Regions from separate parts of the Mus musculus genome. Here all the other regions are linked to region 4. Evidence: chromatin contacts called from public HiCAR-type, HiChIP or PLAC-seq and promoter capture Hi-C data. All regions are on one chromosome and are shown on one strand. The core of a region is the stretch at or near the end of the contact, and the rest is flanking DNA. Distances in the headings are between cores, read along the strand shown.

Region 1 (3,748 bases), core at 668-3,167, 2.7 Mb before region 4:
TGGCGCCCTCTTCTGGCTTTCAAGGACACTAGGCACATATATGGTGCACATCCATACATGAAGACATAAAATAATGAATTTTTTTTTTTTTTTGAGTCAGGGTTTCTCTGTATAGCCCTGGCTGTCCTGGAACTCACTTTGTAGACCAGGCTGGCCTCGAACTCAGAAATCTGCCTGCCTCTGCCTCTCAAGTGCTGGGATTAAAGGTGTGAGCCAGCACACCCGGCTATTTTTTTTTAAAGAGTGTTTTAGTAGGGATATAGACACTCTCACCAATTAAGGGGGCTTGTTTCCAGAGGATCAGTGTTCAGTTCTCAGTCTTCCTGTTGGGTATCTTATAATTGCTTATTGAAACAGGTGAAGTTAGAGATTCACTGGCTTCTGCCTTCTCAGTGCTGAGACTAAAGTCGAGCACCAACACTCCCAGTCCTTGATTGTGGTCTAACAATCTTTGACTTTTTAGTTACTATAAAATTTGAGAACTTTTTGTAACTGATATAATTCACTAACTTTGTAGCTAACAATTTGAGAGATTTTGTATCTAATGTAAAATCATGGTGTTCTTGTGCTGTGCCATGAAACAAACGTTCGTGAACCCCAAAAAGACCACCAAGGAGCCAAATCCAAAGCAATTGCATTAGGATCTTTTTATTCAAGCTCTTGTTGCGGTGTAGCCTAGAACTAGTGCTAGGTACCGGCCTGTTAGTTTACTTGAGTTCAATCTTAAGTCAGATTCTCTGAGATGGAGTCTGAACCCAAAGGAATTGGTCTCTCACTTGTTTAATGTGCTGAGACATAACCTGTAATCCCCGATAGCACTCCTAGCACTCCTGAGGATGAGGCTAGAAGATGCCGCAAGTTCTATGCTTGCCACAGCCAGGGCTTCATTTCAAGACCTTTCCCTTTACCCATCAAAACGAACAAACAAAAGGAGAAAATAGGATTATTACTCTCATGTATGTTATGTTTTAATCCCAGTATTCTGGAGGCTGAGGCAGGAGGATCAGGAGTTGAGGCCGGCCTGGGCTACAGAATGAGATCCTGTCTTTGTGTTTAAAGATTCGAGGTTTGCAAGAAAGCACAGACCCCTAATGGAAGACGAGTGCTAAACTAAGCGGCCTAAAAGCGGCTAAGGTCCGGGATGAAGGTGGCTCAGCGGCTAAGAGCATATCTGCTCTTCCAGAGGTCCCGAGTTTACTTCCGAGCAACCACACGGTGGCTCACAACCATCTATAAGGTGATCTGATGCCCTCTGCTGACATAAAGATACAGTGCTCGTGTACATAAAACAAATAAACGAGTCTTTATTTGAAAAAAGTGACTAGGGTCCCATTTCCAGGTGTGGTGTCCGTAAGAAAGCAGATACGGCCTAAGGATGAACTACAGTCTCCGAGGGTTGATGACGAAAGCTTAAGACAAGGAAATCGCATCAGAAGCGAAAAGAACAAAGTAATGACCACCCCTTAGGTCGAAAATCCGCAGCCAGAGAGGGGTTTTCTCTTCAAGAGGGGCGTGGCTCTAGCGAATCGCTACGGTGGCCGGAAAAGCTCCGAAACCATCGACTTTGTAAAACCCGAGAAGAAACGGCCATCCGAACTGCGGTGGAATTGCTTGGGAAGACCATACAATCAAAAAAATAACCATCCACCTTGGCCGAGTGTAACAAGTAGAACCCATGAAAAGAGCATTTCCTGCTATAGAAAGTTCAAGCACTCGGAGAAGTCACTCCCTGCTAGACCAAAACAACCAAATTGCGGTGAAAGGGGCGGACGTCGAGTACGGTGGCCTAGTTGGTCCTTCAAGAGGGCGTGGCTTGAGGCGCTCCATTCTGATACGGAAGCCTGGTGGGGACGGGTTAAGCGTAAAATCTCGCGCGATCGCGCTGGCGCCGTCGGGGACGGGGCGGGGCTGGCGGCGGGGGCGGGGACCCGGAGCAGGAAGATGGCGGCGGCGCAGGAGGCGGACGGGGCCGGCAGCGCCGTGGTGGCGGCCGGGGGAGGCAGCTCTGGTCAGGTACGGAGGCCGAGAGGTGCCTGAGGGGGCTCTTCCCCAGCGGGGGGCACCCCTGCAGGGAGTGTCTTGTCCTTTTTGGAGGAACCCGGTGCACCGGGGGCTCCATGCCCCAGAGGGACCTTGAATATTGGGCCCTGGCGGCGCCCGGCCGCCCAGGAGGCCGGACGGTGGCGGGAACCCGGCCCTGTTGCGCGCCGGGTCTCCTGCAGGCTCGCGCCGGGCGTCCAGCGGACTCCTTGCTCGAGCGGAGGAGAGGGTGGCGCGGAGGGGCGCAGACTCGGTCCTCGACTGTGTGGTTCCAGCCTCCAGCACTGTTTCTAGAGAGGGCTGGTGTTCCTGGTCCGCTCCGCAGTGCCCGAGATCGGGGGCAGTGGTTGGTTAATTGAGAGTTTTCAAGCTCAGGGCAAATACGGTAATTGTGGTGGGTAGAGGGCATGGGCTGCGGAGGCCGACCGACCCATTTCACAGACAAGGATCCGAGGGACGACAAGACGAAGGCGCTTGTAGAAGGTCACCCAGGTTAGTTTTGGTGTCCGTTCTAGGAAAAAGCTGACTGTGGGTGGTCTGGGCTGAGATGGGCGCTGTTTTAGCCCAAGCTGATCAAATAAATAGAGAAATAATTGATCCAGGCGCGTTTGCCTCCCAACCCATTACCACCTCAAATAAACTGAGACCTCAGAGCATAGCAGTTCACTCAGGCACCGTGCAGGCTTCTGCTGGAATTGATGGAGTGGAAGCAAGGTGCTGTCGACCCACCCACTGGGATGTCACTGCCGTGTAGGAGGCAGCTCAGGGGTGAGGAGTACCGACTGGGAGGGGTGCATGTAGCTGACTGGATGTGACCTTGGACAAGTTTTCTTCCTTTGGGTCTTTATTTCCCCAGTGGTTAATGGAGGACTTGGGCGAGAGGGCCAGCCTTATGGCTATAAAGATGTCTCCAGTCATGTCCCTGCAGTGAGGGGAGTGGGAGAGGAGATGGTAGCGTAAACAGACTCGGGAAGTGACAGAAGTCGGGATGAGGGGCTGTAGGGTCTCAAAGGAGGGGGACAGATACACTCAAGTGATGAGGTAGAACCCACCTTTTCTGACTGAGTCTTTCTGGCATTTCCAACCAGACCTTGGGTGCACACAGCTCAGGAAATTGCTGGTTTATCCCTGCTGTGGTGAATACACCAGCGGGGTCTGCAGGGACGTCCTAGCCTCTGGTCCTTGGGACTGGCTCCTGTAAGTTTCTGTTGATTATTGGGTGGCAGTGGCGTGAGAGACTGTTGAGCTTCCAGTCACATGTGGAGCCTCTCTGGTTCCCATCTCTGCTCTAAATCTTTGCTTTGTGACTTTGGTCAGGGTCTTCCTATGAAGCTAGGGCCGATGGTGGCCCTTCTGCTTCAGCCTCCCAAGTGCTGGGATGACAGTCTACTTCTAATCCTAGCTTATGCTTGAAAAGTTTTAATGCTCATACTTTGGCCTTCAGGATAAAGTACACATTTTTTTTTTCTTTTTCTTTTTTCTCTTTTTTTAAAGCAGATCAAGATCTGGCATGAACTATTTTCTTTAGACTAGACTAGGCTTTCTTTGTTCTTTTTCTTTTTCTCTCCCCCCTTTTCGTTTTTATTAATTTTTTGAGACTGTCTTTGTAGCCATCTCACGTTTTTGTAGCCCTGGCTGGTCTAGAACTCAGAGAGTTCTGCCTGCCTCTGTCTCCCAAGTGCTGGAATTAAAGGTGTGCCCATTATAC
Region 2 (3,866 bases), core at 501-3,000, 2.9 Mb before region 4:
CACACTGCACACATACACATCAGGCAAACACTACATACATAGGCACACTCATGCACCCTCACATACACTTCATATACACTACACGTGCATACACTCATGCATACTACATACATACATACATACATACATACATACACACACAGTACAAACACATATATTCAAGCACACACACTTCATATATGTGCACACTCATATACACACTACATACATAAGCACACTCACACACATACTACATACACACACACATGCACACTTATACTAGAAACACACACTACATAAATACACTAACTCATACATACACATCCAGGCATACACATACATACATACACACATACATACATAGCAGTTTAGAATCTATCAAAATTGAAAACAGACATTAAAGAACAGCAAAAAAAAAAAAAAGTTAATAAGAAAAATGTAAAGGTTGGTGTCAGCTTCCCCAGGAATCCGACTTTTCCACCGTTTGTTTTCTTTCACTTCAGGAAGCTAACAAGCTCTGTGTGTGTGTGTGTGTGTGTGTGTGTGTGTGTGTGTGTGTGTGTGTGTGTTATGGGAAAGGACTAGAGACGCTGTATTCACAGGGCAGAAACAGGGAGGGAGAGAGAAGGGCACAGAACTTTTTCCCTTTTCGGGTGTGTGTGGGAGGTGGTTTAGTGACCTGCCAGTTTATACCACAGCAATGGGGAGATCTGGGAGAAGGGGAAGCCCACAGTCATGACAGCATGGTCAGAGAAGGAACAGAATGGTTACAGGCTCTCAGTGTGGAAATGCCACAGGACTCAAGAAACTCCAGAGATTTCCAGAAGACTTGCCCCTCAGATTCCCATTCAGAATTAACCGAGAGCAGGAACTGGGGGGGGAGGAGGTGAAGGTTGGGGAGCACAGGCCCGGCATTGCTGCATTCCAAGGTGTTGGGAGGAAGATCAGGAGTTCAAGGGTAGTCTAGAACAATCGTTCTCAACCTGCGAGCTTCAACCCCTTTGGGGAACCATATCAGATATCCCACATGTCATATTTACATTATGATATTTACATGTCCCATATTCACATTATGATTCATAACAGTAGCAAAATTACAGTTATAAGTAGCAATGAAAATGATTTTATGATTAGGGGTCACCACAGCATGAAGAACTGTATTAAAGAATCCGGGCATGGTGGCACACGCCTTTAATCCCAGCACTTGGGAGGCAGAGGCAGGCTGATTTCTGAGTTCGAGGCCAGCCTTGTCTACAAAGTGAGTTCCAGGACAGTAAAACCCTGTCTCGAAAACAAACACACAGAAACAAAAACAAACAAAGAAAAAAAGTATCGCGCACTGGGAAGATTGAGAACCACTGACCTAGAATGTGCTTCATGAGACCTTATTTCTTTTTTTAAACAGTTTCACTGTGTAACTCAGACGAGGCTGGATTTGTCTACGGTGGACCCGGCTGACACAGAACTCACAGATCTGCCTGCCTTCCAAAGTGCTGTGATTAAAGACATTTGAAGCCTAGCCCCCTGCCCCCCATTATTTTTAATTAAAAAAAAAATCCGGGATGATCTCACGTGGCCCAGGCTGGCCTTAAACCCGCTTTCAATTCTGATGATCCTCTTGCCTCCATCCTCCCCACCCGACTCAGGTGCTGGGATGACAGGTTTACAGAACACTAATCGTCAGGGTCGTTCACTCATCAACCAGCCCGGCAGACGTGCTTGGCTGTGTGCGCCTGCCCAGCAGGGGACCGCCCTCAATGGGCCGTCCCTAGGCGGCACCCGCTTAGCTGAGATTCCAGCACTTGACTTCAGGGTTTCGGAGAGATAAGGCGCTTGGCCGTTACTAACTGGACTACAAAGAGCTGGATCGGACCGGAACCACATGGCTCAACTCGCCCGAGCCACCCGCTCCCCGCTGTCATGGCTGCTGCTGCTGTTCTGCTATGCACTCCGGAAAGCGGGTAAGTAGCCCCGCGCCCCGCGCCCCGCGCCCCGCGCCCCGCGCCCCGGCCTGTGCGCACCTCGAGAGGCCCTCCCAGGCCACCCGATCCCTTCTTCCCGGCCCAAAGTCCTAGGTCTGGATTCTGGAGCAGAGATTCCAGAAAATAGGGCGTGGTGACTCACACCGGCCACCGGAGTACAGGGGAGGATGAGGTAGGAGGGTTGCCTTGAGTTCCAACGTAGCCTAGACTCGGGAATGAGAACCGGATTTGCTCCACTTCGCGCACGCTTGCGCACGCGCACACACACACACACACACGCGCGCGCGCGCGCACACACACGCACGCACGCGCGCAAAAGATGTTTTATTATTGTAAAATAAATGACTCGTACACTGAGAAAAAGTCTGGGTGACTCATGCCAGGAACCTTAACCCTAGTGGCCACACTCTCTCCAGCAAGTTAATCGTGACTGACTCAGAGTTGATTTATTAGTTCATTTTCCTTTCGCTGAGTTGGAGACTGAAGCCTCACTGGGGAATTGTAGCACAGGAGTCTACCCCTGAGCACACAGGGTGCTGAGGATAGACCCTTGGTCCTCACACAACCTAATTCGGAGCCCTGTGCTATTCCCATTGTTTCAGTGGTTGACCAGCAGCAAGTCAGGCTGGGCGCTCAGAGTGAGCTCAGAGTGACTGGAACCAAAAAACCAAACCAAACCAAACCAAAACAGGGAGGTGGTGGCTCATGCCTTTAACCCCAATAGGGGAGGCAGAGACAGGTGGAGCCCCGTACAGGGGTACCCTAGGGTCACCATGACGGGTCCTGGGTTCCCAGAACTTCACTCTGAAGTCATTATCAGACTTCTCAAGTATTCAGAAATGCCTGATACTGTATTCCCTAATGTTGAGGGCCTACTGTGTATTGGGCTAAAGGAGAGAGTCTCACATAGGGCCTAGCAGAGTGACTATTGAATGGCTCGGATTCAAACCCCACCGTATCTTGTCGTCTTATGCCTGCGTGATCCCCCTAGCAAATTCTTCTATGCCTCCATTTCTGCATATGTAAGTGGTACCTGAAGCCCAGTGTGATGGTGCTCACCCTTAATCGCAGAATTTAGGAGGCAGAGGCAAGCAGATCTCTGAGTTCCAGACCAGCCTGGTGAATGTACTGAGGTGATGTTTAGTGTCTCTACTACTACTAATAATAATAATAATAACAATAATAATAATAATGAATTATAAATACTATATGATTATTACAAGGCAAAATTATCATTGTGCATTATAATAGATTTTGTAATATAAACATTTAATTACATTAATAATATTTAAATATAGTATGCTGAATTATATTATAATGTATAAATATTTAGATATAACGATAACATTGTTATTATTAAAGTAAGATAAGGGGCTGGAGAGAGCACTGGCTACTCTTGTAGAAGACCTGGGTTTGGTTCTCAGCACCCACATGGTGATTCACAGTCCTCTGTATCTCAAATTCAGAGGAATTTCATCCCTCCCTTTTGGCTTCTATGGGCACCGTAGTGCAAACACCTATAGAGAAAAATCTCTTATAAACATCACCTGTCAATAAAAAAACCAGTGGCCAATGAGCTGGGGCAGGAAATAGGGGGTGGGACACTGACAGGACGAGAGGATTCTGGGAAATAGTAAGAGATAAAGGAGAAATGGAGGGGGGTGGGATGCAGATGTAAAACATCAGGGAGACACTGAGGAGACTCTGAGGAAGAAGCAGGCCAGCACTGAAGGAGAGCAACCTACCACATGGTAGACATAGAATAGTCTAAGTGGGTTAAATAAATTACGAGCTACTCAGGGAATGAGCCAAAGCTTATGACCTGGGTATTTAATAATAAATAACTAGTCTCAGAGTTGTTATTGATGGGAAGGGGCCGAAAGGAAAAATGGATTTAAACTTATT
Region 3 (3,796 bases), core at 1,113-3,612, 2.8 Mb before region 4:
CTCTAGCACTTATTTACCCTCTGTACAGTTTCCAGAATTCCAAACGCCACACAGTCGCAGAAACTATACGTGGCTGACAAAAATCACACCTCTGCTGGAGCACGAGGCAAATCATAACCAGCTGCTGCAGACAATCTGAAGGATTAAAATGAAACATTGTCATAATACTTCTGTGCTTTTTAAAGGAACCAAAATCTCAAACTTGTCGCTACAATAATCCTTTCCTCCCCAAGTTGCTTTTCTTGTCACAGTGTTTCATTGCAGTTATGGAAAGCCTGAGTAAGACACTCTGTCTTGGGAAAAAAAAAAAAAAAGTTGGAAGCTACAGAGCATTTACTCAGTGTCTGTCATTTATACCACTAGCCTCATGCCACGTTCCTTGCAAACCTGAGATATTATCTGGATGTCATGTTGCATAGCTACTATAAACACCAACAAACCTCACACTGCTCCTTCTCTGGCGGTGGTTTGGAAAGAACCTGTGCCTTAGTTTACTTTTCACACACGGTGACCCTCACGTGGTGATCGTCGCTGATTAGAACTGGGTCTGTAGACCACAGTGGCTTGGAATTCTGTGAGATCTTTCTGTTTCTGCCACCTAAGTACTGGGATTACAGTTGTGCAGCACCAACCCGACCCCCTTCCTAAGATTCTTGTGAGCAACAAAAGAATTTTGAATAGTGTCCATTGTGGACCTGCCTCTTTTCATAACCCTGACCTTTGGCACCAAGCCACTTTCCCTTCCCATGACTCAGTTCCCCTTCCTTCTCCACGGCTTGATCGGGGACTGCTTGGGAGAAGACTTACACGAGGGCCTGGTGGGCAGACAAAGCTAAAACCCTTTATCAACAATGTTGTTAAAGGGGTGTGGCAACAGCTCAGAAAGGAGAGAGCTAGCTCAACTTGGAGTCAGTGCATGCCTACAATCCCTGGCTGGTTAGCCAGGACGACAGGAGATGCCATCTCATAAAACAAAACCAAGGTGGGTGGAATGGCTTCAAAGGTTGTGCCACCAAACTTGGCTACGTGAGTTGGGGCCCCGGCACCCACTTGCTGCTTCCAACTCAAAGCAAGTTGTTATTTGCCCTTCAGAAGTCAGCACGGCCTGCACACACACAAAATAATCAGCAAGCAAACAAATAGGAGCATTAACAAGAGTGGAAAGCAAGTTGGTCAGAGCCAGGGTCCACTCCTTGGGCCTTGCCACATGGGAGAGGGGCTTCATGTATGTGGCCGGTGGAGAAGGGGCCCTACCCCAGCCCAGGTGGCTCTCTCACAAGAAACCCCCAAATGCCTGGCCCTTGGGGAGGATTTGGCTGTCAGGTACTTCAGCAGCGGAGTACCTGTTCCCCTCCCCCATCCCCAACAAGTGGACCTTCTCATTAGCTCCACTCGGCGGCCCTGGGAATGTGAAAAGGCGGGTGGGGGTGGGGAGGGTGGAGCGTCTACGAAGAGACAAAAGGGCCGCCTCAAAACCAGCCACAAAGACCACAGGATTCTGGTGAGATAGAGAAAGTGGGACAAGGACAACCGGAAGGGACTGGTAGGGCCAGAGGACAGACTGACTGGTCCAGCCCCACCCAGCGGGGTTCGGCCTGCTGGGTTGGTTTATGCTGCCCCCTCGCGGAAGGCTGCGATATAAAAAAAGGATACTGGGTGGGAGGGACGCAGAGGCCAGATGCAGGGACAGGAATATTAAGAGTGACACAGAAAAAAACTATGAGACAAGAAACAGAAAGTGACAGGGACGCAAAGAGAGACGCACACAGTCAAAGGAATGCAACGAGACACGGGGACTAAGTGACATAGGCACATGGACAGACAAAGAAACACCAGAGCAGAGCCACAGAGAAACATGGGGATGCGGAGGGAGACTCAGAGGTAGAGAAAGAGGAGAAATCTGGAAAGAAATGATGCGGCGACACGAGAACCCAGGGCAGAGATCAGAAAGAAATGGGGTCCACTAAGAAGTGACCCCGACCTACCACAGCAGCAGGACTAGGAGAAAGGCTGGGACAGGGGTGTGGCCTCACCAAGGGGCGGTGCCTCAGGAAGGGAGGCCCTATGAGAGCCCACATACTCAGGCTAACCAGAGGGCAGTGGGGCGTGGTCTGGGCGAGAAGGCATGGCTTCTCCTGGTGGGAGGCGACCGGAAGTTTAGAAGGGGGTGTGACCGCGTCTCATTAGAGTGACCAGTAGGGGGCGCAGTGGGTCTTCCCGGGTTGTGTGTGGGCGTGGCTCCATGTCGAGTGGGCGTGGTCAAATAGTTAATTCCAGGAGAAGGCGGAGATAGAATCGTGGGGCCAGACAGGTGTGGGACGCGGGATGGGCGGGGTCTTAGCCCTGAGAGGGGCGGAGCCTGAGCCCTAGGATCGGCTTGGCGAAGAGGGGCGGGGCCTGTGACGTCATGAGTCCGGCCCGCTGGAGCTAAGCGAGGGGCCGGGGGGCGCGGATCCTGAGAGCCAGGCGAGGGAAAGCTGGGCCGAACGAACTGATCCGGGGAGCCGTGAGCGGCGGAAGCCGGCCTGGAGCCGGACACTTCAGACCCCTGACTGCCCTCCCAGCCGATCGGTACACGAAGAGTGGTCCCTAGGCACCCCCTGCCCGGGCCCAGTCCCTCCCCGGGCCCCCCATGGCCCGGGCCGCAGTCCTCCCGCCGTCCAGATTGTCACCGACGCTGCCGTTGTTGCCGCTGCTACTGCTCCTGCTTCAGGAAACAGGTGAAAACGCGCGGATGCCTTCGTCAGTCCTCAGAAGGGAGGGAACGGGGCATCGTCCCCCACCTCACTCCCAGCTCCCCGAGGCCCCTTTCCCTCGTGCCCCCTTCTAGGTTGGCCCTACTGATCGAGATTCTCGCAACACACCGGGCTCTCTCTCCGAGTCTCCTAACCTCCCTCTCTGCACCTCGCGTAATCACAAGTGTCCATTCTAACCCGGGTTTCTGACCCCCTCCACCTCCCTCGGCGTGGAAAGGGTTAAATCCTCCCCATCCTGTGCTGATCACTTATCCGGAATCTGGATTTCCGTCTCTGCTCTCCCCCCTCAGGAATGTGGAGAATGTTCCCCCCACTCACACTAGCTGGAGGGTCGTGATGGTGAGGAGGGACGACACCCCCCCCCCTTTTTTTTCTTTTCCTTCTTGTTGGGTTGGGCATCCGAGGCCCGGGGAGAATTGGGCGCGAGGGGACCCACAGTCGAGGTTCCCAAGACGAGTGTGTGTTGGGGGGGGGATGAGTTCGGTCTTTGGGAGCCCTTGGCAAACCAATGATGAGAGTTGGGGGCACTCAGGGGCAGGAAGGGTGTGAGTCTGGAGTGCAAGCCTCAGGGAGTTTACAGACACTGACCCCTGGGTTCTGGGAAAATTAAGAGGTTCTGCCTCCAGGATCTCAGAAGGCGAGCCTAACCCGGGTCTAGATAGAATTGGAGAAAAGGGGTTCAAACTTGTGGGTCTTGGGTTTAACTGTGGGCAAAGAGCTCTGCTCGCTGGGGTCCAGGTGCAGTTAGGGTCCAGAGGCACTATCTTGGCAGGTTCGGATTTAGCTGTAGGCAATGGAATTTAATGATCAAGGGACTCTGACCTTTACCCCTCTGCCCCCAAATATAATCAAAGGCTTAAAGACGTAGCCTGAAATTGGGAACTTAGTCGGCTGTGTCCCAGGTAGAGTCAGAGCCCGGGAGGTTTGCAGTTTTCCTCCCCTTCCCCCTTTCCTTGTGAGTGGCAACGTCCCTGGGGAAGTTTTCCGGTATCGCTTTCACCTAGTTTGGGAGGGGCGGGGCGGGGCTGGAGCGCTAAGAG
Region 4 (4,109 bases), core at 555-3,054:
CTAGCTGCAGCCTCTGCCCTTGGACTAGCTGCAGCCTCTGCTCTTGGATCAGCTACAGCCTCTGCCCTTGGACTAGCTGCAGCCTCTGCTCTTGGACTAGCAACAGCCTCTACTCTTGGATCAGCTGCAGTCTCTGCCCTTGGACTAGCTGCAGCCTCTGCCCTTGGACTAGCTAGAGGCTCTGCCCTCTGGTTAGCTGCAGCCTCTGCCCCCTGGTTCTCTGCAGCCTCTGGGTGCTCCTCAGCTGGCATGCCTGTTCCCTGAGCGAAGGGTGGCACCTGCTCCTTCCTGCATCGTCTCAGGGAAACCCACTTGATCTTGGGCTTCCAGCGTCTAGTACCCAGCATCTGGTCACTCCGGTCTCCTGTGTTTCTGGAGCTATCATCGTCCGAGCTGGCTTGGCTGTGTCTCATTTCTCCAGCCCTCTCAGCTGCTGTGGAGGCCTGCTGGGTCTGGCCCACCTCGGAGCCTGATCTGGGTGCCCAGCCCTTCACCCTCTGTTTCAGCTTCCCCCAGGACACCTGGCTAACATACTCCCTCCATCTGTCGGCCTTGGATGGCTGGGGCCCCAGGTTGTTCTCAAACATGGGCACTGGAAGATTGACTCGGCGTCGTGGAGGAGGCGCGCTGGGCTTCTCCCCACGGCGGAGGAAGGCCTCCACCAGCTCCTGATCATCCTCACTCTCCACATCGCTGCCCAGGAATTTGCTGCCCAAGTAACTGACCGGCATTTTGCGCACCTTCCTGGTCCTCCCGGAGGAGCTCCTGTTGCCTTTGACTTTGGAGGTATCGAAGTCACTCAACTCACTGTCGCTGCCATTGCTGCTGTCATAGGTACCTACAACCAGCCGAAGTGGAGGAGTGACCATCTGCGGGACTCTCCTCACTCTCAGCTCCTTGGTTCTTTTGCGGGGTTGGGGTGGGTGTGGAGTGCTCTTTTCGATGATACGGGCCACATCTTCCAGGGTGCGGCCCTCCTCCTGCAAAAACTGGATTAGCCGCTCCCGAAACTCAGCTTCCTTCGTTGCAGGCTTGGAGATGACTCTCCACACGCCCCCAGCCAGGCGGACCTCCCGGGGGATGAGCAGATAGTCAACATCCTCCCCAATCTGCAGCATCCCCACCGTGGAGTCCTCTTCTTTGCGGAACACCTTTCCGATTTTCTTAAAGGTGCCCACAGGCCTTAAGGCCTCCACTAACACGTCCAGATCGACATCTTTGCAGACGTCGGGGACACTCCAGAGGATCAGGCAATCGGGAGACGGAAGGAAGCCCCAGGGGAACCATCCCCCTACGTGGCTTTTTTCGAGAGTCTTTAAGATCTCCAGCGTGGACGCTCGAGTGGGGGCAAAAAGCCCAGACACTTGGCTGCTAGTCTTGGGGAGGGGGCGGTGGACAGTCCTAGCAACTCTGCTCGCACAGAGTGTCTCCTCCCTACAATTTTCTCTTCAGGAAACAAGTCCAAGTTGGCTTCCCCAACCCCCTCGGAGTTGTAGCAAGCAGTTTTCCAGGATGCTTACATGAACTGAAGCACGCTCATTCCCGAGGCTCAAAGTTCAGTCCAAACTGGAATCGCCAGTGTCCCGGCTCCAAGTTGGGGTCCCACGAGCTCCGATCGCTTCTCCCTTGCCCCAGACACCAGGATATAGCTGAAAGTTCTTGGGAGGACTCTGCAGACAAAGACGGCTCAGCGTGGCCTTTCAATATGGCGAGGTGCTTAAAGGCCTCCGCCCAGCCCCGAGGAGGGTCTCCCGCCCCCAGGCAGTCTGCCACCCGCTCCAAACTGACCTTGCGCTCAGTCTGTGGTGGAGCTGAGAGCCGCAGGAAGTTTCTGGGCGCCCTCCCCTCCTGGGTGAGGCCCACCTTCTCCTTCTCATCTTACACTCTAAGCCTGGGAAGACTGGCAGCGGGGCTGTCCACTCCCCTTCAGGGCAGCCTCCCTCTCCTCCCCCACAGAGGTGTGGCTGCCCCCCAGAGCCTCAATGGGGCCAGGGCTTCCCTTAGCTGCAGCCAAAACCCACGTCATCATCCTTCCCAAAAGGCAACGGGTCCCCCAACCTGCCATCCTAGACGTGCAAGCCCAAAAGGTGCGAGTGCTGATGGCTCAAATCCTTTGAAGGCTATTGCAATTATGAACGTGCGTTTAAAATTAAGGGGATGGGACTAGAGGTGGCTCAATGGTTAGGAGCATGGGCTACCTTTATGTAAGACCTGGGTTTGACTCCCAGAACCAATACGATGGCTCAAAACCCTGTTTATTTCCAGTTCCAGGGGATCCAATACCCTCTTCTGATCTCTGTGAGCACTGCATATACGTGGTACACACACACACACACACACACACACACACACACACACACACACACACACAGAGAGAGAGAGAGAGAAGACATTCATGCACACAAAAAGGGGCACACAAGATAACCCAATGGGTAAAAACATTTCCCCAAAGCCTGAATTCAATCCCAGAACCCACATAAAACCAATTCTACAAAGTTATTGTTCAATCTCCACATGTGCACCCCTATACACAGATTGTACATATATTAATTCACACACGATAAACACGGGTTTTGTTTGTTTGTTTGTTTGTTTGTTTGTTTTTCGAGACAGGGTTTCTCTGTGTAGCCTTGGCTGTCCTAGAACTCACTTTGTAGACCAGGCTGGCCTCGAACTCAGAGATCCACCTGCCTCTGCCTCCCAAGTGCTGGGATTAAAGGCGTGCGCCACCATGCCCAGCCCGATAAACACGTTTTTAAAGTAAAATATTTTCTTGGAGTTGGAGAAATGGCTCCATGGTTAAAAGCACAGGCTGCTCTTTCAGAGGACCTGGGTTCAATTCCCAGCACCCACATAATGCTCATAAATGTCTGTAACCCCACCTCTAGGGGATTTAACACCCCCCCCCCACTGATATACATCAAAACACCAAAGCACATAAAATAAATATATTTTTTAAATAAAAAATTTTCTTAAAAATAAAAAAACCTTTAAGATCACAGAGATGTTGTACCCTCAGTTCTTAGTTTATGTATCCCACGTGGCCTCAAACTTTCAGGGATCCTCCTGCCTCAGCCTCTGTCTACTAGGCTTTACGTAGGCCACTATTATCAGGCTTAAGCAACAACAACAACGGCCAGGTAAGGAAGTGACTTTAATATCAATATAAGAACATATATCAGGCATGGGATGCACACTTGTGATCGCAGTAATTGAAGGCAGGGGGATGAGGAGGGTAAGGTCACTCGCAACTTCAGAGAGCTCACACCAGCCTGAGCTACAAGAGACCCAGGGGCTGGAGAGGTGTCTCTGTGATTAAGAGCGCTTGCTGCTCTTATAGAGGATTCGGTTCCCAGCACCCACGTAGTGGCTTACAGTCACCCAGAACTCCAGTTGATGGGGATCTGATACCTTCTAACCTTCACAAGAAGCATGCCTGCAAAGGTTACGCAAGCGAGAGCGCGCGTGCGTGAGCGCACACACACAATCATAAAAAAAAAAAATTAAAGTAAGATAAACATTTGTGATTTTATTTAACCCAGAAAAACCTTGGAGGCAGATCATGAGCAATGAGGAAAAGGGAAAGGGGACGGAGAAAAAGAAGGTGCAGGAGAGGATTTTTCAGGTTCAGGTTTGGAGTCGGGGTGGGGTGCTTTGTTTGGGTCCTGTCCTGGCTTCAACGTCCCCATTGGGGGTAGGAGGGAGGACGCTTTTGCTGGCTCTGCTTAGGTGAACTTTCCTCCTCTTCACGACATGGAATTCTAGCTGCTCAGCCCAAGGCCTTGAACGTGACTAGTGGTCTCCAAGGCAACAAGGGGCCCTGGCTGAGCTTAGGGGAGAAGCTGGGAACTTCCACACAGCAGGCACAGAGGCAGCCCCTCCTCTGGCCCCTCCAGCCTTCCTTAGGCCTCTTCCCCAAAGCAGAGGTGCTTTGAAGAGAAGCCAAGACACCCCTACCACACCCCGCAAGGGCTTTTAAAAGTGGTGGCGTGTGAATTCTAAGTCTTGAGGTTGGGGATTTAGCTCTGTGGGGGAGCATTTGTCTAGCAAGCATTGGGTGGGGGTTATAAAGAACCCTAAATCATGGGGCTGGAGATGATCCTGGAGAG
Region 5 (3,729 bases), core at 912-3,411, 2.2 Mb before region 4:
AGGACAGAGATGACACCCGATCGCTTTCCCCACAGGGAGTTTCTGTCCTCTGGTCCCACTTTATGTTGCCTCTATAGCCCCACCTCAGATTTAGCTCTTTTCCTTCTCTTCCGTCTATTGATTCAGTTTTAAATGACTCCCTCATCATTTTCCTTTCCCGTCCTTCCTCCCACGGGGGTGGGGGATTCTAAGTGGCCCTCCTCCACCTCCCTTCCAGACCACTCCTACCCAGACTCATTGCTGAGACAATCTAGGAGACCCTGGCTTCCAGCCCGTGTCAAGTAAAGATGGTAGCAGGAACAGCTAGCGGGCTCGGAGGTCTCACTTGCCATCCCGAGTCCTGTGTCCGTCACTAAGCCAGCCGCGCCTGCCCGCTGGACTCACGCACTGCAGCCTCCTGTTCCACCCCCTCCCTCTCCCTCCGTGATCCAATCGCCTGCCTTGTCCTGCCACCCCGTCCTCTACCCCCACCCACCCAGTGCTCCGCAGGTTCGGTGTCTGGACCTGCAGAAGGAGGGGGGAGGGGGGCTCTCGAGGTCGGAGGGAGAAGATTGCAGAGACTTGAGACCTCTATCGGGAAGTCCCAGGGTCCTGTGAAGAAGACGGTGTCAGGGAGTTTAGAGATAAGCCAAGGACTGCACAGCCAGTAGGGGGTAGGGGAGCCAGCAACCCACCTTATTTTGAGCCCTTTTCTACCTCCGGTAAATAATGTTACCGTTGGAAATACAAGAGCTAGGCCCCACACTTAACATGTTTCCCACATCATGATATGAGCTTAATAAATCCAAAATAAGATGAACCAATAAATATGGCAGCTATCCCACCCCCACCCTCTACTCTGATGGCTGTAGAGGCCTCATCAAGGACTGTCATCCAGAAGATCCCAGCCACTTGATTCGGACACAGCTTTTCTTTCAGGACCAGAACCCATACTTGGCCTAGCCTGAGACACCCTGTGGTCCTTAACCTTTAGAAGGTAGATGGGGGATTAAATAACATTCTAGTTCCTTTGCCAACTCTAGGGGTCCCTAGCAAAGTGTTTGTGTGCCCAAGGGAGTGACCTCCAAACTCTGAGATGATCCTTTGGCAAGGCCCCCTGATTGACATGGGGGCACATTGACCCTGAACGGTCGTCAGCTTTCATCTGAGGCCTTGCTTGGCCTGATGGTCCCACCCCATGACTCAAGCTCTTGGCTTCCTCCTGGACGTTTTCCTGGCCTAGAGACCAGTGTCCACTCTCCGCGTCTCTTTACCTCTCCACTCCTCCAGCCCAGCTCCCCTCGTACTAAAATGGCCCTACTGGCGCCATACACATTTGTCTAGGGGAGAAGAGGATTCTACCTGGGGTGGGGAGAGGGGGCAGAGGCAAAGCTGAAGACAGTGCAGTGTACAGAAAGTCTTCTGCTGTTTTACTATTCCCAAGCCCAGCCCTCAATTCAGCATTTCCCCCTGCTATGCCCAAAGACAGGGAAGGGTCCCGGGGAAGGGGCTGAGGAGGTAGGGGGCAGAAAGAGTTCCACATCGAGCTGACTCCCTACCCCAACCCCAGGTCTGCCCTCTCCCTCACAGGCTCCTCTACGATCTTTACCCTTCCCTCTGTCTGGACACCTTCGGAGCAGGTGTTTGTTGGGATAGGGGGAGCAGGATCGTGACTTTGGGGATAAAGGACCTTGTTTTGGGGTCAGAATCCTGTTGATGAGGAGAAAGGGAGAATCTCTCACAAGGGAGGAGATAAGGACTTGGAAGAAAAGGGTTGGGGCAGGAGGAGGTAGGTCCACCCTGGGCGGGGCCAGGGTCTGAACTAGGAAGGGGGCTCTCACCGTTGCAGTATTGCAGCAGAGAGGACGTGTCGTAGAGGCCGCAGAAGGCCGGGCCGCGCTCCGCCATTGCCCCACCACAGCCACCGCCGGCCCCCGCAGCCCCAGCTCGGGCCCGGTCCCCCCCCCAGGCCCTGCCTCCCGTTGCCATAGCAACGCCCTTCGTTCCAGCATCCCCAGCACGGCCCACCCAGCATCAGGCGGCCGGCTCTGAGCCTGGCACAGGGGTCATCCCCTAGGATGCCCTGTAAGGGTGTCGAGAGACTGCTCTGTCCGTTCCCCCAACCCCCGCAACAGTCTTCAGGTCAGGATTGGCTGCGTCGGGGTCCCCCTAGGTACTGTCTGGTCCCTCCCACAAACCTGAGTGTATTCTCTCTACACCCTCCTCTCCCGTTAGGAACCAATGAGAGTCTGTCGCGCAGGCTCCTCCGCCAATAAGGATGCGGACGGGTTTGAAGGGGCAGGGTCCTTCCTGCTTTTCATCCTGAAGCGTCGCCCCTCAGCTCTGGAAGGAGGATGGGGTGAAAGAAGACACTCCTATTCCCGAAAGCCTCCTCTAAATCTTTTATCTGATTTCCCATAAGTCCCCTCGCACGACCAGAACTTGACATTGAAACCTTAAATATGACAGGTTATTCTATAACCTGCGCCTGTATCCTAGCCGGATCCCCGCTCCTTGTTTATTAGAGCTAGACACGCCCCCAGGGCTCTTAGCTCCACCCCCTAAATCTAGAAACAACAAAAGTTCTAATCCCGCCCCTAGAGCAAATAGCCACACCCCCTTGAACATCTCAGGACTGGAACCTTGGACCAGACGCTCTAGTAGAGTTAGCCCCGCCCTCAGAATTTAGAGCCCGCCCTCAAGTCATTAGCCCCGCCCTAACCTTCCAATCCACTTCATCCACAGAAGCTATTAGCTCCTACAATCCTCCTCTCTCAGGAAGGCGTTATCCAGTCCGTATTTTGACAGAGACCCAGTTGTGAAACCCGGGACCAGCTGGCGGTGTCAGTCAGAGCAGGCTCGGAAACTGGGGAACTAGGAGGGAAGGAGGGGGTACAGAAACTGACAATGGATTTAAAGATGGGGCCGCCTTTCCCAAGTCATGACCCAGACCACGGGGTTCATTTTGCTTTGTTTTGTTGTCTTGTATTTTTGAGTGAAGACATTACTCTATAGTCCAGCCCAGCCCACACCCTACCCTGCGCCCGCTCTGCCATACCTGGGTTTTTTGTTGTTGTTTGAATCAGGGTCTTATATAGCCTAGGCCAGTTTTGAACTCCTTACCTTCATGCTCTGTCTCCATTTCCCAAAATCTGGAGTTACAGGCCAGTGACTCCATCCCTACCTATGTTAGTTTTTTTTTCTTCTTCTTCTTCTTCTTCTTCTTCTTCTTCTTCTTCTTCTTCTTCTTCTTCTTCTTCTTCTTCTTCTTCTTCTTCTTCTTCTTCTTCTTCTTCTCTTTTTCTCTTCTCTTCTCTTCTCTTCTCTTCTCTTCTCTTCTCTCTTTCTCTCTTCTTTTCTTTCTTCCTTCCTTTCTTTCTTTTTAAAGATTGGGTCTCACTATGTAACCTTGGCTGTCCTGGAACTTGATATATAGTCCAGACTAGTCTCCAACTCAGTAGAGCCTCCTGCCTCTGCCTCAGGACTGCTGGAGTTAAGTGTCACCACAGCCAGACCTCTGGCTCTGGGTTTTTGTTTGTTTGTTTTGTTTTGTTTTTTGATGTATTCCTCTCTGTTGTCCAGTCTAGCAAAAAACTAAGTAGCCCAAGTTGCCTCAGACTTGTGATCCTTCTGCCTCAGCCTTCCAAGTACTGGGAAAACATTAGCTTCACTCCTAGTCTACCTATGGTTTGTTTTGATATAGGTCTCATGTACCTGAGGCTGGCCTCCAACTCATTACATAGCTAAGAG
Region 6 (3,807 bases), core at 221-2,720, 2.6 Mb before region 4:
TAGGAAGATCCACTTACTTTTTAAAAAAGATTTTATTTATTTTATGTATGTGAGTACACTGTCGCTGTCTTCAGACATACCAGAAAAAGGCATTGGATTCCATTACAGATGGTTGTGAGCCACCATGTGGTTGCTGGGAATTGAACTCAGGACCTCCAGAAGAAGAGTCAGTGCTCTTAACCGCCGAGCCATTTCTCCAGCCCCTGGAAGCTCAATTTCTAATCTGGATCTTGAGATGGGAAGACACACTTTTAATCCAGCTCTAATCTGGGCCACGATTTCTGCTGGATTGTATATAGGGATGTGGAAGAAGGAAGCTTTAGGTATTTGCCTGCTTGCCATCGTCTTGCTAGCAAGTCCATTCCTTCACTGGCGTTAGAGCCTTCTCTGTGGTTCTAGTGTATACTGAAGACCAGCTGAGGCATCCAGCCTTGTAGCCCGAGCATCTACTGATCTACTGAGTTCTTGGCCTTTCTGTTCCTAGCCTGCTATTGTTGAATTAACTGAACACAACCTACAGATAATTTTTATTAATCCCACATATATGTCTGTGTGTATACATATATATTTATATATACATATACACGTACATATATGTATACATATATATGTACATATAGGATTAAATAAAATTATATAATATATATGTGTGTGTATACATCTCAGAGAAACATACACCTTCAGGCATACACATAATATTTTTTTTCCGAGACAGGGTTTCTCTGTGTAGCCCTGGCTGTCCTGGAACTCACTTTGTAGACCAGGCTGGCCTCGAACTCAGAAATCTACCTGCCTCTGCCTCCCAAGTGCTGGGATTAAAAGGCGTGTGCCACCACTGTCCGGCAATATAAATCTTTTAAAAAGACTTTTCTATTTTTGTATTTTATGCATATGGGTGTTTTCTCGGCATGTATGCACATCAGAATAGGGCACTGGATCCCATAGGACTACAGTTAAGAGACTGGTTGTTGGGCTGGTGAGATGGCTCAGTGGGTAAGAGCACCCGACTGCTCTTCCGAAGGTCCAGAGTTCAAATCCCAGCAACCACATGGTGGCTCACAACCATCTGTAATGAGATCTGACTCCCTCTTCTGGAATGTCTGAAGACAGCTACAGTGTACTTACATATAATAAATAAATAAATCTTTAAAAAAAAAAAAAAAAAAAAAGAGACTGGTTGTGAGCCCTATGTGAGTGCGGGCAATTAAACTCAGGACCTTGGCGAGAGCTTCCAGTTCTCAATCGATTGTCACCACTCCAGCCCCTAAAAGAAATAAATCTTTAAAAACAACAACAAAACGTGTCTGGAATTCTGGGTTCCTCTACTTAAGCTCTCACTTTTAGGACAGGTCCCAGATGGTGCCACCCTGCAGGCCCCGCCCATAATCGCGAGAGCCACGCCCACATCCCAGAGCCCTTCCTCTCGACCGCGGAAGTGCCTTTTGTGCAGCGCCGCCTCTCTCCTTCGCTCAACCTCTCACTTCCGCTTCCGGTGTGGGTCGTGAGCGCGCGCGAGCGCAGCAGTGGGAGGCGGCGACTGGCCGGTGAGTGCAGGCATCCGACCCCGACCTCCCGGCTTCCGAGCGGTGGCAGTCGACCTCATCCTTGTCCGAGGCGCTCCGGAGATCACCGTGGGTGTCCGCCGGGCCCCGACGGCGGCCCCGCCTGCTTCCGCCCTGACAGGCCTCAGGCTGCGCCCCTCGCCCCTCCTCAGGCCCGAATCCGGGCTTTGGGGTTCGGCACGGACCCTGGTCCCCAGACGCAGCTCCGTCCCTGTCTTTCACCCATCGCTCCGGCCCAGGGCCGCACTCTCTCTTTTTAGCCTGCCTGGCCGGCTTCACGTCCCTCCTTTAGAGCTCAGCCGCCTGACCATCTTCATCCTCTGTCCACGCCCTTCACCTGGCCTCACCCCCCTCCCCAAGCGTGTCTGGGCTGTGCTGTTGCCTCTCTCCACTAACCTACCTTACAACACTGCTGCACCCCCCTCCCGTACCATGCATGGTTCCTGCAGAGGGATCTTAGGGGTTCTTGTGAGCCCAGCCCTGGCAGCTACGGATCGGTTTCAGACATTCCTTTTATTTCAAAAATTCCATTTTTATTTTTCCAGACAGCATCTCACTATGTAGCCTTGGCTAGCCTGGAACTTAGTACATAAACCAGGCTGGCTCCATACTCAGACATCTGCCTGTCCTGCCTTCCCACTGCTGAGATTCAAGGCATGCACCATCACTCCCAGCCATTTTTTTTTTAATTAAAGTAGGATCTCCATATTTAGGTTACACTGGACAGTGTAACCAAGGCTGGCCTTGAACTCAAGACAGTTCTGCATCAGCCTTCCAAAGGCTATCTACTCTATAGTCTTTCATATGGACTTTAGCGAGCAGAATCTAGGAGGATTTTTTTTCCCAGGAGAAGATCTTACCTAGGTCACAGAGAGCTTTCTCATAGTTCTGGAGCTACTGCCACAGGACTGTTAGGAGTCCTTTTGTGCACTCAGCGTCCTGGTCTGCAGCAGGGTCTCTCTCTCCCCTGAAGCCATGGGACTTGGAATTTAGTCCATCAGGATCAACCCCAACATGTCAGAGGACTGTAACTCTACCCACGTGGTCTTTATAGTCCCTTTGACATGTCTGGTGCCCTCCTCCCTCAGGCAGAAGCCTCAGCACCATGTGGCACGAGGCTCGGAAGCATGAGCGGAAACTTCGAGGCATGATGGTGGACTACAAGAAGAGGGCGGAGCGGCGTCGGGAGTACTATGAGAAGATTGTGAGTGAGCAGACTTGAGTGTGGGGCGGGCGGGCTCCAGAGGGAAGGGCCCTGGGCTTGGAGGTGTGTCAAGGCAAGAGCTCTTTTTCCTCACAATCCTAGTCGTCTTCCCCCACACCCCCTTCCACTGTGGCCATTTTTCTATGGTGTTGGAGATAGAAGTCTGGGCCGTGCAGTGCACCACCTGAGCTGCCCTTACCCCGTCTCTTGTTAGGTAGATGGTCTTTTTAGGTAACCTAGGCAGGCCTCAGACTCATACTCTTCCTGCCTGTGTTTACAGGTGTGTGTTGTTACCATGCTCAGCCATAGTCATTTCTTCAGCATAGTGGTTGGTGTAAACGTGAGGGCTTCTGTTTGCCTCAGTCTGCTGTGTCTGGTGCAGTCCCGGTGCACTGGTGTCAAAGACAAAAGACTCTCTAGCTCTCTGAACATTTCAGGAGTCAGGCCTCTGGAACATTCTCTGCTCCTCCATCAATGTGTTCCCAGTGCCCAGAACAACTCAGCCATTCTTGCAGCTTGACTTGGCATCTAGCAGTAGCGCCATCAAGACTCATCAGTGGTATCTGACCTGTCCCCTCTCTTGTTTGATAACGTCCATTGCTTTAGGAGAAAAGCAAAGGAAAAGATAAACCAAACTCCATGCTTTGACCAAAAAGTCCTTGAGGCCCCTGGATGGCTTTCTTGGACATCTTTGCTGGTCTTTTCCATATCTGCCATCACAGATACAGCTTGGTTTTGGGACTGTCCCCAGCATGAAATGACAATTGCTTACCTGGCTCAGTTCTTTTAGATGACATTCCTGTAGACATCCTATTAACTACAGTGTTGCTACCCAGTCTCTCTGTTCCCTTTGCCTTCATCTTGTCTCTAGAAACCCATTCAGCAGACTCGAGAGGTCTCTGTGAATGTAAACCTGGCCCCGTTTCTCTCTTGCTCAGAATCCCGTGGCTGTGGGAGAAGGCCAGTTTCTTTACTATAGTTTTCAGGGCCATAGATAGTTTGGATATTCCCTATGAGGTGCTGAGAATGAAAGCCAGGAAA
Region 7 (4,142 bases), core at 1,077-3,576, 2.1 Mb before region 4:
GGAATCCTACACAGTCTTACCCTCTGCTGACCCTCTCCCTCCTCCACTGCCTCAAGAAGAACCCACAAGAAGAACCCCATGCCAATTATATACTAAGACCAAATTGTTTCAAAGTGAATTACAAAGTTGCTAAACTTCCCAGAGAAGACGTCCCCTGCCTGCCCTGACCAAAATGTTAGAGGGTACACTTATACACACATACCACAACAACATCAAGAAAACCAAAAGTCAAAATAACCAAACAAAACCCCAACTCACTTGCCAGCGGCAGTATTTCTAACTCACTGGAAGACTTGGGCAATGGGCCAGACTGGGACAAGTGAATTATTAATATTTGGCTGGAGACAGATTAAGTTTCTGAGCACCTTCCTAGGAGTTTTGCTTAGACTTAGGAACTCAGGAATGGGGAGGACAGGAAAGATAGAACTAGAAAACTCAGGAGAAAGGGGGAGGCAACTTGAGAGCAAGGGACAGCACGTCCCGTGCCCCCTCACTGGGTCCTCTCCTACCTCCTTTATCTGGTTTTGCCCATTCACTTCAGAAACAAAAACATGACCCAGTGATGTAGTTTAGCTGGTAGATCGCTTGCCTAGCATGCACAACACCCCGAGTTTGATCCCCAGTACAGCATAAACCAGGCATGGTAGTGCACATCTATAATCCCTGAAATCAGGATATGGAGACAGGAGGATCAGAAGTTCAAGGCCACCCTCAGCTACACAGTTTTTAGTTGAGTCCCTGTCTCAAAACAACAACAAATAATATCTGGGCACCAGTAGTGATAAACCTCAGCACTCTGGCTCCTGAGGCGGGAAGTTCAAGAGTTAAGAGGCCAGCCTGAGCTACACAGCAAGTCCCAAGACAACACATGTGTACTATATGCACTTAGTCTAAGCACTTTCCAAACATTATCTCCCTAAACTCTCTAGCCTACCAAGGTTATGGATCTCATTTAATAGCTGGACAGATTTCCAAGCTCAGGTCACAGAAAAGACTTAAATCCTATCTGACAGTTGTTCTGGCCGGGTGTCTCCACCAAAGCAGATTCTGACCCAAATTGCAATTGTACATTTACCATTTAATGTTGGCTGACATGGAGAAGATTGCTTAAACTCTCCGTGCCTCTACTTGCTTCCTGTGAAATGAAGATCTACACTTAAGGCACCGCCTGAATCCAGTGAGTTAATACACACACAGCTGAAACCGAACCTGGGCATTTCTTAGAAAAAGATGCTAGCAATAAAGGGGTAGGGCTGGGGACGGGGGTGTCCCCTGCATAAACTGTGGTGTACATAGGCTATTGTCAGGTTTTGAGAAAATGTCTGGGGGGCTGGACTGAAGAATAGGAAATCTTTTAACAACTTGAATCCAGTCAACATTCCTGGGACGGGAGCTTTCCACCAACAGCTTTGACGCTGGGACTTAACTTTCCTAACAAAAATATCAATTTTTATGGAACCTCCCTTTAGCTATCTTCAGAATGGCCTGCTTGTTCTCACCATACATATAAGGTCACAAGAGGGTTACAGAGAGACCTGTGCAGGTCACAAAAGAGAATAAGGAACCTGAAAGCTGGACTGCCCACACAAACCACTATATCTAGATACGACCGGGGCTAGAAGGGTGCTAAAGGTTGTCTCTATGGACCCCATCTGGTCATATCAACCCAGAGTTCTGTGGCTGTCCAGTTTATTGGTAGTTTTTGGTTAGATTAAGACACGATATTGACAGCCACGCTCCTAACTCACGCACCCTACAACGCCTCCTGGTCCTAGAAGCTAACCTGGACCATCGATGACTTCTACCTCCCATCTCTTCAACTGGCCTTGCCGCCCCACCTCGCAATCCCGCAACCCAACCCAATGCATCCGTGGTTAGCCTCTCCCTTCACTCATTTATCCCGGACTCCTATGCCTTTCCATATAACCAGGCTAACTAACCTCCCTCGAAATTACCCACTCAGGGTCTCTGATCTATTCAGCCAGGACTCCAACTCCGCGCCTCACTCCTCCAGCTCCCAATCCCCTTGATAGCTGATTCCAAAGCTCGACTCTCTCCACCTCCAAGACCCCTCCCTAGCCCCCATTCTTCTACTTCCTCGGGCTCCCGTTCCTCTCAATCCCCACCCACAGTGATCTCCCCACACCCAGCCCTTTCTTTAGCCTCAGTTTGCTTCCTCTCGAACCCAAGTCCTGAACACCCCGCTCATACTCTCAAGCACCCGCAGGACCCAGCTTGGGGCTCTCACCATCTCCCCGCGCTGCAGCTCTCCCGACTACGCGGGTTTCCCCCACTCGCTCCTCTCCAGCCTCCCCTTCCGGGTTCTGGCCCCGAAGCCCACTGGGAATTAGAGTACGGGCGGCCATGGACTACAGCTCCCAAGATGCAATACGGTAACTTGGAGGTGGAGTAGGAAACAAACTAGGCGGGCTGAGAGACAGAAACTCTAATTACCAGGAGGCTAAGGGCACACTAAAATACGCAGGCGCAGAAAATTCTCCCGCGAGGGTATCTGGGAAATAGAGTCCAGCCGCCTCCATTTTGGCCCGAGGCCCTTGAAAAGAGAATCGAGGCTACTTCAAAGGGACGTTAGCGAGGGATGAAGAGTTTAGGAAGAACAACTTTATTGATTTATCATGTTAGTTGACAAATAATTAATAATATATGAGTTTTCCCAAACTTTCTCTCCCATTTCTCACCTTCATCTCACTCCCCACACTTGCCTACCACCACCTCCTAATTGGCAAATAAAGAAAACAAGATATCGAAGTGAGGAAAAGCCCAGGCACTATGTTCACATCACAGGTAGAACAGAGCCTCCAGAAGGGCAGGAATCTTGGCAGCATTTCCAAAATGTACGGTTTGAATCTGCCGTGGTGGCACACACTTTTAATCGCACCATTTTGGACGCCGAGGTTAGTGTACCTCTGTGAGTTTGAGACTAGCCTGGTCAAGGGTATGAGACGCTGTGTCAAAAAATAAAGATGAAGCTGGAAAGACTACTCAGAGGTTAGGAAGACATCGCTCTTGCAGAGAATTTGCATTTGCCCCTGAAGATGCCCCTAGAAGCCCCTGTCTAAAACTCCAGCTCTAGGGGCATCTGATGCCTCTGGCATCTGGGGACACCTGCGTGCAGTATTCCTCCCCCCCACCCCCCCAACATGTATACCTAGTTAAAACTAAAATGCTTTTTAAAAATAAATTGTGTAGTTTGTAACCTGAGTTACAAGGTAGTGCATTCCTTGCGTTCCAGACAGACCTGAGACAAAACGGTTACAAGTAGTAGGCAAGCCTGGGCTATATAGCAAGACTGGATCCACACTCAGACACTAAAGGTTACTTTGTTTGCAGCTACAGGAACTGGCATTTCCATGGGGTCTACAAAGCCTCGTTTCAGGGAAAGGTGGCGAAGTTAGCCGCCTGAACAAGGTACTTGACACACAGTGGTCTTTAAGCAGATGCGCCCTAAAGCGAAAGGGTCGGATGGGGACACAGGAGGGCCAGCAGGGGGAGTACAGACACCTCGCGCTTGCGGACACCTGGCAAATCCTGCTGGGGTCTGAGGTAAATAGGTCAGGGGGCGGGGCAAAACAGAGGGCGTGGCCTGAGGAAAGGGCGGGTAATGGAGCAAGAGCTGATTGGCTGATGCTGCGAGCGCGGGAGCGGGAGCACGTGTCGGAGCTGTGGCCCGTGCCCTGCCCCGGGTGCGCGTGCGCACTCGCCGCACTGCCCTTTTCCAACGCTCCTCTGCTCGTGCCTGGCACCGCGTGGCGGGAACGTGGAGGGGGCGTGGCCTCGCCTCAGGCGCTCTGGTGCCTTCGCGCCACAGCCTCGCGCCCTGCCATTCTTCGCTCGGTCTGCGCGTCGGGAGGCACGCGGTCTGCATCCCTGGGACCCCGCGAGCCGCGGGAGCCGCGCGAGCCGCTGCCGGAGCCTTCAGACTGTCGAAGCGTGAGCCCAGTGCCAAAGCAGAAGTCGAGGCTTAACGCCATATTGCAAATCTTGAGGTGAGTGCTGGTGACCAACGGGTGTGGGGCGGCAGACGCCCTGGCTCTAGCTGGCTTGAGGTAGCGGGGAGATGGTGAGGAGTCGTCAGAGTCACACCCTGCGGCCGTGACCCCCTAGGGAGCTCTAGGTCGGAT

The links. Promoter capture Hi-C pulls out the DNA fragments that hold promoters and counts their contacts. HiCAR-type assays count read pairs that join an accessible place to other places. HiChIP or PLAC-seq counts read pairs in DNA pulled down with a chosen protein or histone mark.
Region 1: a contact with region 4 is called in a HiCAR-type map of astrocytes, with 4 times the contacts expected there. The contact joins the promoter of Clptm1 here to the promoter of Ccdc8 in region 4. A contact is called at or near these places in 1 of 39 promoter capture datasets (hippocampal neurons) and 2 of 115 datasets of contacts at active chromatin or transcription factors (astrocytes and embryonic forebrain).
Region 2: a promoter capture Hi-C map of embryonic stem cells shows a contact between it and region 4, with 7 times the contacts expected there. The contact joins the promoter of Pvr here to the promoter of Ccdc8 in region 4. A contact is called at or near these places in 2 of 39 promoter capture datasets (embryonic stem cells and liver) and 1 of 9 other capture datasets (liver).
Region 3: a HiCAR-type map of astrocytes shows a contact between it and region 4, with 4 times the contacts expected there. The contact joins the promoter of Nectin2 here to the promoter of Ccdc8 in region 4. A contact is called at or near these places in 2 of 115 datasets of contacts at active chromatin or transcription factors (astrocytes and embryonic forebrain).
Region 5: a contact with region 4 is called in an H3K4me3 HiChIP or PLAC-seq map of embryonic stem cells, with 15 times the contacts expected there. The contact joins the promoter of Eml2 here to the promoter of Ccdc8 in region 4. A contact is called at or near these places in 1 of 39 promoter capture datasets (embryonic stem cells) and 1 of 115 datasets of contacts at active chromatin or transcription factors (embryonic stem cells).
Region 6: an H3K27ac HiChIP or PLAC-seq map of embryonic stem cells shows a contact between it and region 4, with 8 times the contacts expected there. The contact joins the promoter of Clasrp here to the promoter of Ccdc8 in region 4. A contact is called at or near these places in 1 of 39 promoter capture datasets (cranial neural crest) and 1 of 115 datasets of contacts at active chromatin or transcription factors (embryonic stem cells).
Region 7: an H3K27ac HiChIP or PLAC-seq map of embryonic stem cells shows a contact between it and region 4, with 11 times the contacts expected there. The contact joins the promoter of Fbxo46 here to the promoter of Ccdc8 in region 4. A contact is called at or near these places in 1 of 39 promoter capture datasets (embryonic stem cells), 1 of 115 datasets of contacts at active chromatin or transcription factors (embryonic stem cells) and 1 of 9 other capture datasets (embryonic stem cells).

The regions. Positions count from the first base shown.
Region 1 is chr7:19,663,199-19,666,946 of GRCm38.p6, reverse strand. Clptm1 (cleft lip and palate associated transmembrane protein 1) reads left to right here and starts at 1,917. Exons shown (of 14, transcript NM_019649.2): 1 at 1,917-2,013. The coding sequence starts at 1,942.
Region 2 is chr7:19,919,027-19,922,892 of GRCm38.p6, reverse strand. Pvr (poliovirus receptor) reads left to right here and starts at 1,750. Exons shown (of 8, transcript NM_027514.2): 1 at 1,750-1,940. The coding sequence starts at 1,862.
Region 3 is chr7:19,748,139-19,751,934 of GRCm38.p6, reverse strand. Nectin2 (nectin cell adhesion molecule 2) reads left to right here and starts at 2,362. Exons shown (of 9, transcript NM_008990.3): 1 at 2,362-2,720. The coding sequence starts at 2,633. It overlaps Gm34744 (a long non-coding RNA gene), which reads right to left and starts at 2,365. Exons shown (of 3, transcript XR_881878.3): 1 at 1,986-2,365; 2 at 1-135.
Region 4 is chr7:16,991,597-16,995,705 of GRCm38.p6, reverse strand. It overlaps Ccdc8 (coiled-coil domain containing 8), which reads right to left and starts at 1,804. Exons shown (of 1, transcript NM_001101535.2): 1 at 1-1,804. The coding sequence starts at 1,118.
Region 5 is chr7:19,174,853-19,178,581 of GRCm38.p6, reverse strand. Eml2 (echinoderm microtubule associated protein like 2) reads right to left here and starts at 2,161. Exons shown (of 22, transcript NM_001347582.1): 1 at 1,821-2,161. The coding sequence starts at 1,968.
Region 6 is chr7:19,602,149-19,605,955 of GRCm38.p6, reverse strand. It overlaps Clasrp (CLK4-associating serine/arginine rich protein), which reads left to right and starts at 1,470. Exons shown (of 21, transcript NM_016680.5): 1 at 1,470-1,544; 2 at 2,651-2,766. The coding sequence starts at 2,668.
Region 7 is chr7:19,118,043-19,122,184 of GRCm38.p6, reverse strand. It overlaps Fbxo46 (F-box protein 46), which reads right to left and starts at 2,326. Exons shown (of 2, transcript NM_175530.3): 1 at 2,249-2,326. It overlaps Bhmg1 (basic helix-loop-helix and HMG-box containing 1), which reads left to right and starts at 3,841. Exons shown (of 13, transcript NM_001370811.1): 1 at 3,841-4,007.